Linked DNA regions of Zea mays: region 1 is linked to region 2. Evidence: chromatin contacts called from public Hi-C data. All regions are on one chromosome and are shown on one strand. The core of a region is the stretch at or near the end of the contact, and the rest is flanking DNA. Distances in the headings are between cores, read along the strand shown. Region 1 has its middle 5.9 kb from the start of LOC103633033. Region 2 holds the start of LOC100284183 (indole-3-acetate beta-glucosyltransferase).

The links. Hi-C and Micro-C count contacts between places; a contact is called where the count stands out from the background.
Region 1: a contact with region 2 is called in a Hi-C map of ear, with 4 times the contacts expected there. The contact joins the enhancer-like site here to the promoter of LOC100284183 in region 2. A contact is called at or near these places in 2 of 25 Hi-C or Micro-C datasets (ear and tassel).

What each region holds. Positions count from the first base shown.
Region 1 is chr7:146,245,229-146,248,370 of Zm-B73-REFERENCE-NAM-5.0, reverse strand. No RefSeq gene overlaps it. Among protein-coding and RNA genes, the nearest start is that of LOC103633033, 5.9 kb to the left of the region's middle. Within about 2 kb of position 1,885, at least 9 of the 20 cell types and tissues checked have an H3K27ac peak or open chromatin away from gene starts, as enhancers often do. A contact at or near this core is called in ear, where this site is marked.
Region 2 is chr7:146,011,849-146,014,702 of Zm-B73-REFERENCE-NAM-5.0, reverse strand. LOC100284183 (indole-3-acetate beta-glucosyltransferase) reads right to left here and starts at 1,475. Exons shown (of 2, transcript NM_001157079.2): 1 at 723-1,475; 2 at 1-606. The coding sequence starts at 1,394.

The sequences.
Region 1 (3,142 bases), core at 636-3,135, 230 kb before region 2:
GAGCGGATTGCAGCATAAAACGTAACCTAAAACAGCGTAAATGAGTACAAAATTTAGCGTAAGTCTTATATCTGTTTTGTAACAACAAACGGGGCCTAAAATTACGGCGTAAAAATCGCATGCAGCCGATCGTGCGCGGGTTCTGGCTCGGGCGGATTCCAGCGTAAAACGTGAGCTAAAACAGCGTAAATGAGTACGAAATTTAGCGTAATTCTTATATCTGTTTTGTAACAGCAAACGGAGCCTAAAATTACGGCGTAAAAATCGTGTGCACCCGATCGTGCGCGGGTTCTGGATCGGGTGGATTTTAGCGTAAAACGTGAACCAAAACAGCGTAAATGAGTACAAATTTTATCGTAAATCATCGATCTGTTTCGTAACGACAAATGGGTCTCGAATTACGGCATGAAAATCGCCACAGGCGCTGTCTCGGGCGGATTTCGACATAAAACGTGAACCAAAACAGCGTAAATGAGTATGAATTTTAGAGTAAATCATCGATTGATTTCGTAACGGCAAATGGGGACAAATTACGGCGTAAAAATCGTGCGCGGGTTCTGGCTCGAGCAGATTTAAGTGTAAATCGTGAACCAAAACAGCGTAAATGACGGGTTCTGGCTCGAGCGGATTTAAGTGTAAATCGTGAACCAAAACAGCGTAAATGAGTATAAATTTTAGCGTAAATGAATAGAAATATCAGAAACAGACAAATAGATGGAAGCGGATCCATGAACTGAAATATAGGTCATAAAATCCTATTGACATTGGCATAAATATGTATACAAAATAGCATAAAAATAGGATCGCCGTCCTGCGGAACCAGCGCCTCGCATCTGGGATGCGCCACCACTTCGTGCCTAGGGGAGGATGTCGTCGTCGCTAGCGCCTAGGGAAATCCGCCGTCGCGACCGCTGGCACATCGCCGTCGTGCGCACCTCATGGGGCCACCGCCGCGTGCGTGCCCTCGGGATCCGATGCCGCAGCGTGTCCCTAGATTCGCCGTCGCGCCACAGGAATCCGCCATCGCGAGCGTGTCCCCCGATCCGTCGTCGCGCCTCAGGGATCCGTCGTCGCGAGCGTGTCCCCAGATCCGTCGTCGCGCCACAGATGCTGGAGCGGCGGTGGCGGTGGCCATCGCAGAGACGGACGGGACAACCGCCGTTGTCACCGGGCCTAGGGTGCGCTGCCGTCATCCGTCCGCTTCAAGAGCGCCGTCACCGCTTGCTCGCCTGCCTCGGAGCGTCGTTGTCGCTCGTTCCTGGTGGAGCGCCGCCGTCGGTCGCCTGCCTCGAGGTGACACCGCTGCTGGCCCCCAGGATCACCGCCGCTCGCACGCCCTAGAGAACCGCCGCCGCCGCTAAAACCTAATTCCTGGCGGCGTGGGGGTGTTTTTATAGTGGTGGCGTGGGCCGGATCGTGGGCCCGATGCACGTAATATGCGCAGACTATATTTGCATAAACTGATACACACATCAGCATAACTCGTATTATATTTTGGCGTAAGCAGTTAGGTACAATAAACCAAAAAGGGTCCGGTGCGGTCGCGCACCTGGTCGGGGCTTCCTATAGTTAAATAGAGCCTAGGGCTATATATATATATATATATATATATATATATATATATATATATATATATATATATATATATATATATATATATATATATATATATATATATATATATATATATATATATATATATATATATATATATATATATATATATATATATATATATATATATAGAGCCACTCTGTCTTATATGGAACCAGTCTAAATAATAATAAATTAGGAGCGAAGCGGCTCTATCCCACCATTCTCCGTTATCAAACACTACACTAATGATTTTGGTACGAGCATCCAAGAAAGTTCCTTAACAGTTGATGGTGATGGATGGTTGTTGATGCAGTGCCGCAACGTGCGCTATGTACGCTGCCGTGTGCTAGTAGCGTAGTAGTAGTAAACACGAGTATAAGATTACTGATGAGCTTCGAGGAAAAAGATGAGGTGGAATTCCAGGCCCCTGTCGCACTAGTGTTGAAAGTTTGTAGTCTGTTTTCGCGTTGCGGGGACAAGTCAAGCGCTCGGCTCTTTGAAGGACTAGCAGTACAAGTTTGACTACGTTAACTTTCCGACGAGCGTGACGCCTTCGTATCAGGTTTGTACGGATATTGTCAATTGGTATCGATTTATACGTGTTAAAATGGACTCTCCGTCCTAAAATATAATTTTTTAGACTAAACATACATTTATTAATTAACTTATGAATATAATTTGTATGTATATCTACATTCAATATTATTTATTGAAATATGTAAAAAAAGAGGGCTGAAAAGAAATATATTTTGTGATGGATGGAGAATTAAAGTAAAATTAAAACTAAATTTCTCCTAAACACACATAGACTAAGATGAATTCGATAATACCCAAATAAGACCCTAAATGGCAAATAAGGGCTCCATTTGCCACTTTAGTTTGCTAATAAACCATTAGTGACCACTACATTGATATGCATTTTGGGGCTGTTTATTAGTTGAGACTGAGATCTTGCATGAACTCTATGTAAAATATCAGTCAACAATGTTAAGAAATATTGTATACGATAATGAGGAGTTGTAATCAGATAAATATTTTGTTCCTAAGGTAGACTAGAATCTAGTTTAAATCTATATTGTATTTGTCTAGACCTTTCAGAATCGGCTTTTATATATGTATACCATTGTAAGGGTTGTTTCTCATCCAACATGCCAACATGTAACGTACGCAGACCCCTAGTCTAGGTTGTTGGTGATTTTCTTCTAAACACCTCTATACTTTTACATGGTAATCATAGCCATGGCGAGTTCATCGTCATCTACCTTCGTGAATCTTCTCATCGGCCTACCTATCTCCAAGAAGCTGCCGAAATCTAATCATGCACTATGACATGCACATGTTAGGGCTGCTATCCATGGCACAAAGCTACTCGGCTTTCTAACATGTGACACCAAGGTGGTGCTAGCCAAAATCTCCTAGAAACGATGGAAAAGAGACTGAGGTAGACAATATGAAGTATGAAGGTTGAAAAGCAGAGATCAAGAAGTACGCATCTCCTCTCGTCGCTATCAAAAGACTTGCTGATTCAAGTTTTTTAGTCAAAACC
Region 2 (2,854 bases), core at 226-2,725:
CATCTCCCCCTCCATGACGTCCCGCACGCACCGCTCCACCTCCTCGCTCCTCACCACGCCCCGGCCGTCCGGGCGCACCCGCACGCCGACGCGCCACACGTCCTGTATGTACTTGGCGTTGGTCGTCTGGTCCGACCAGTCGGGCATCGCCACCATGGGCACGCCGGCGCTGAGCGCCTCCACCGTCGAGTTCCAGCCGCAGTGCGTGAAGAAGCAGCCGACGGCGGGGTGCGCCAGGACCTCCAGCTGCGGGCACCACGACACCAGGAGCCCCCTGGTGGCCTGGGCCCTGTCGGCGAAGCCTTTGGGTACCTTGGCGGCCTCCGTGGCCCGGACGACCCACAGGAAGGGCTTGCCGCTGCCGTAGAGGCCCTCGGCTATCTCGCCCATCTGCTCCGGGCTCAGCGACGCCATGCTGCCGAAGGACACGTACAGGACGGACCCCGCCTGCTGGGCGTCCAGCCACGCCTTGCTTTCTGCCGCCATTGGGGCGTGCAGGTGGATGCCGTAGGACACGTCGTCCGGGAGGCGGTTGTCGAGGAACGCCGACGGGACGGTCGGCCCCACCATCTTGGCTCTCCACGTAGACGCCAGGTAGTCCGCTTCCTGTTTGCGTGGATCATGCATGCACGACTCAACGATGACGCGCATTCATTTGCATCTTACAGCTAGCGATGCATGCATTTGCGATTGTGATTGCACTGGGTCAGTAGTTCACTCACCTGCGGCTCCAGGTCGTAGAACGAGTTGACGAGCACGTGGTCGGCGGTGTCCAGCCCCAGGAACTGGTTCATCAGCAGCTCCCGGAAGCACGGTGGAAACCTGGTGTCGCCCAAGAACGTCGGCATGTCGTCCACCTCGAGCTGGGTCGACAGCCCAGCCAGAGCCAGGCCCCGCGCCTCCTCGGGGCGCAGCGGCAGGGGCGGCACCGGCACCCGCCCGGCCCACGCGTGCGCGTACACGATGTCCACGGCGCACGTCTGCGTGAGGAACGCCGCGCAGGCGGCGCCGCGCCGCCGCGCCACGCGCTGCGCCCAGGGTGCGAACGCGTCGTACACCACCACGTGCACCGGCCGCCCCAGCGCCGACTCCGACCGGAGGAGCTCGTCCAGCGTCTCGGACCCGGCCGACTCGAGGCGTTCGAAGTAGCGGGCGCCCATCCCTCCCACCTCGGCGGGGCCGCCCTCGTCGCAGCCGTCGGAGATCACGGCGACGTGGACCGAGCTCGGGGTCGGCTTCGTCGAGCTGACGACGAAGCGGGTCGCCGCGAGCGTGCACCGGACGCCAGCGCGGCCGGCGAGCCGCTTGCCGAACTGGAGCAGCGGGTTGATGTGGCCCTGCGTGGGGAATGGGAGCAGGAGGACGTGGACGCTTTGGTCGGACGGCCTCGCCATGGTTGTAGTTCAACGAATAACGAATGTGTGTGATAATTCTATCGACAGCTGTCACAGATCATACAGACTTGCTGCAATGGCGATGTTCTTCTTGGGAAGTACGAGAGTGCAGGTCTCTCTCTTTATATAGAGGGTGAGACCGTCCTCATGCTTCAGCGTCTCAACGACATAATCCTCGTCAGATGCTGAAGCAAAGCCCAAGTGGCCAACTATTTCTATTAAATTCGGTCCAAAAAAAATGAGCTCCGGCTGGGATCTAGAGTTGTAGACATCTAGTAGCGGAACACTAAAGCCCTAGATCAACTTGGGATAAAAAAACACTAAAAATATAGTTTAACAGTTATATAACAATGTAAGATAGATAACATACATAAAAAAATATCATTGTAAAGCAATATCTTTATTTATTTACATCAATCATTTTAAAATCTAGAGATAGAGCCTAATAAAAAATAATAAAGACATATTTTGAAACATGTAACCATGATAATGTAAATCGAGTTTTAGAATAAACACTATATAAATATTGTTAGAACGAGATAGATTAATTATATAGCTTTTCAATATTTTCAAGGAGATTTTTTTTTAAAAAAAAAGGCTATATCCGGATCATGGCCCGGGTGGTCATGGGCCAATATCTGGCCCTGTCGGTATCTGCACAACAAGTTGAAAAAACTACGGCACCACACCCACGAGAGACACTTCTCCTTGTTTTTGTCGATTTCTCTACACCTGCGGTGCCCGATTGTCACTTGGCTTGATCGTTTTCTTCGTCTCGCACGTCATCGATGACTTAAGCTTCCCGTCGAGTGCATGAATTTGCTGTCAGCAATGACATACATTTTATTACGTGAGCATCTGCGGAATGCAGTATATGTTTTATTCAAGAATCCATACACTTAAATCGTGCCAATTAAGGCCCTATTTGGAGTCGATCAAGTTTTTTCTGAAAATCCGCTCTTTGGAGAATCCGTTGTCTAAGTAATCTGAGGTGTTTAGCAATCCTGATTATTTTCACTGAATTGGCGGCTATAGAACGCGCATCTCTCCCGCAATCTAGACGTAAGTCTCAGGGTCCGTTTGGTTTCTCTAGTCTAGGAACTAAAATTTACTTAGTTTAGTCCATATTCTATTTGGTTCTAGGGACTAAAAGTTTTCAAAACACATTAAATAAATCATAAGAGGACTAAAATACTGTTTAACAATCTCTCACCATTAGTGCAACTGAAATAAACGATGGGCAAAAAGTGAAATTTATATGGATTATCCTTTTAGTCACCTCTTGAGATACTAGAATAGTTTAGTCCCTGTTTTAGTCCAACCGTTTGACAATTTAGGGACGAAATGAGGCTAAAATGGAAGAACTAGTATGTCTCCAGCAAGGGACTGTAAACGGCCCGTTACACTAAATATAGTGTTTCCAATCCTCCGGAAACCATCCAACAACGTCCGCTACCCTC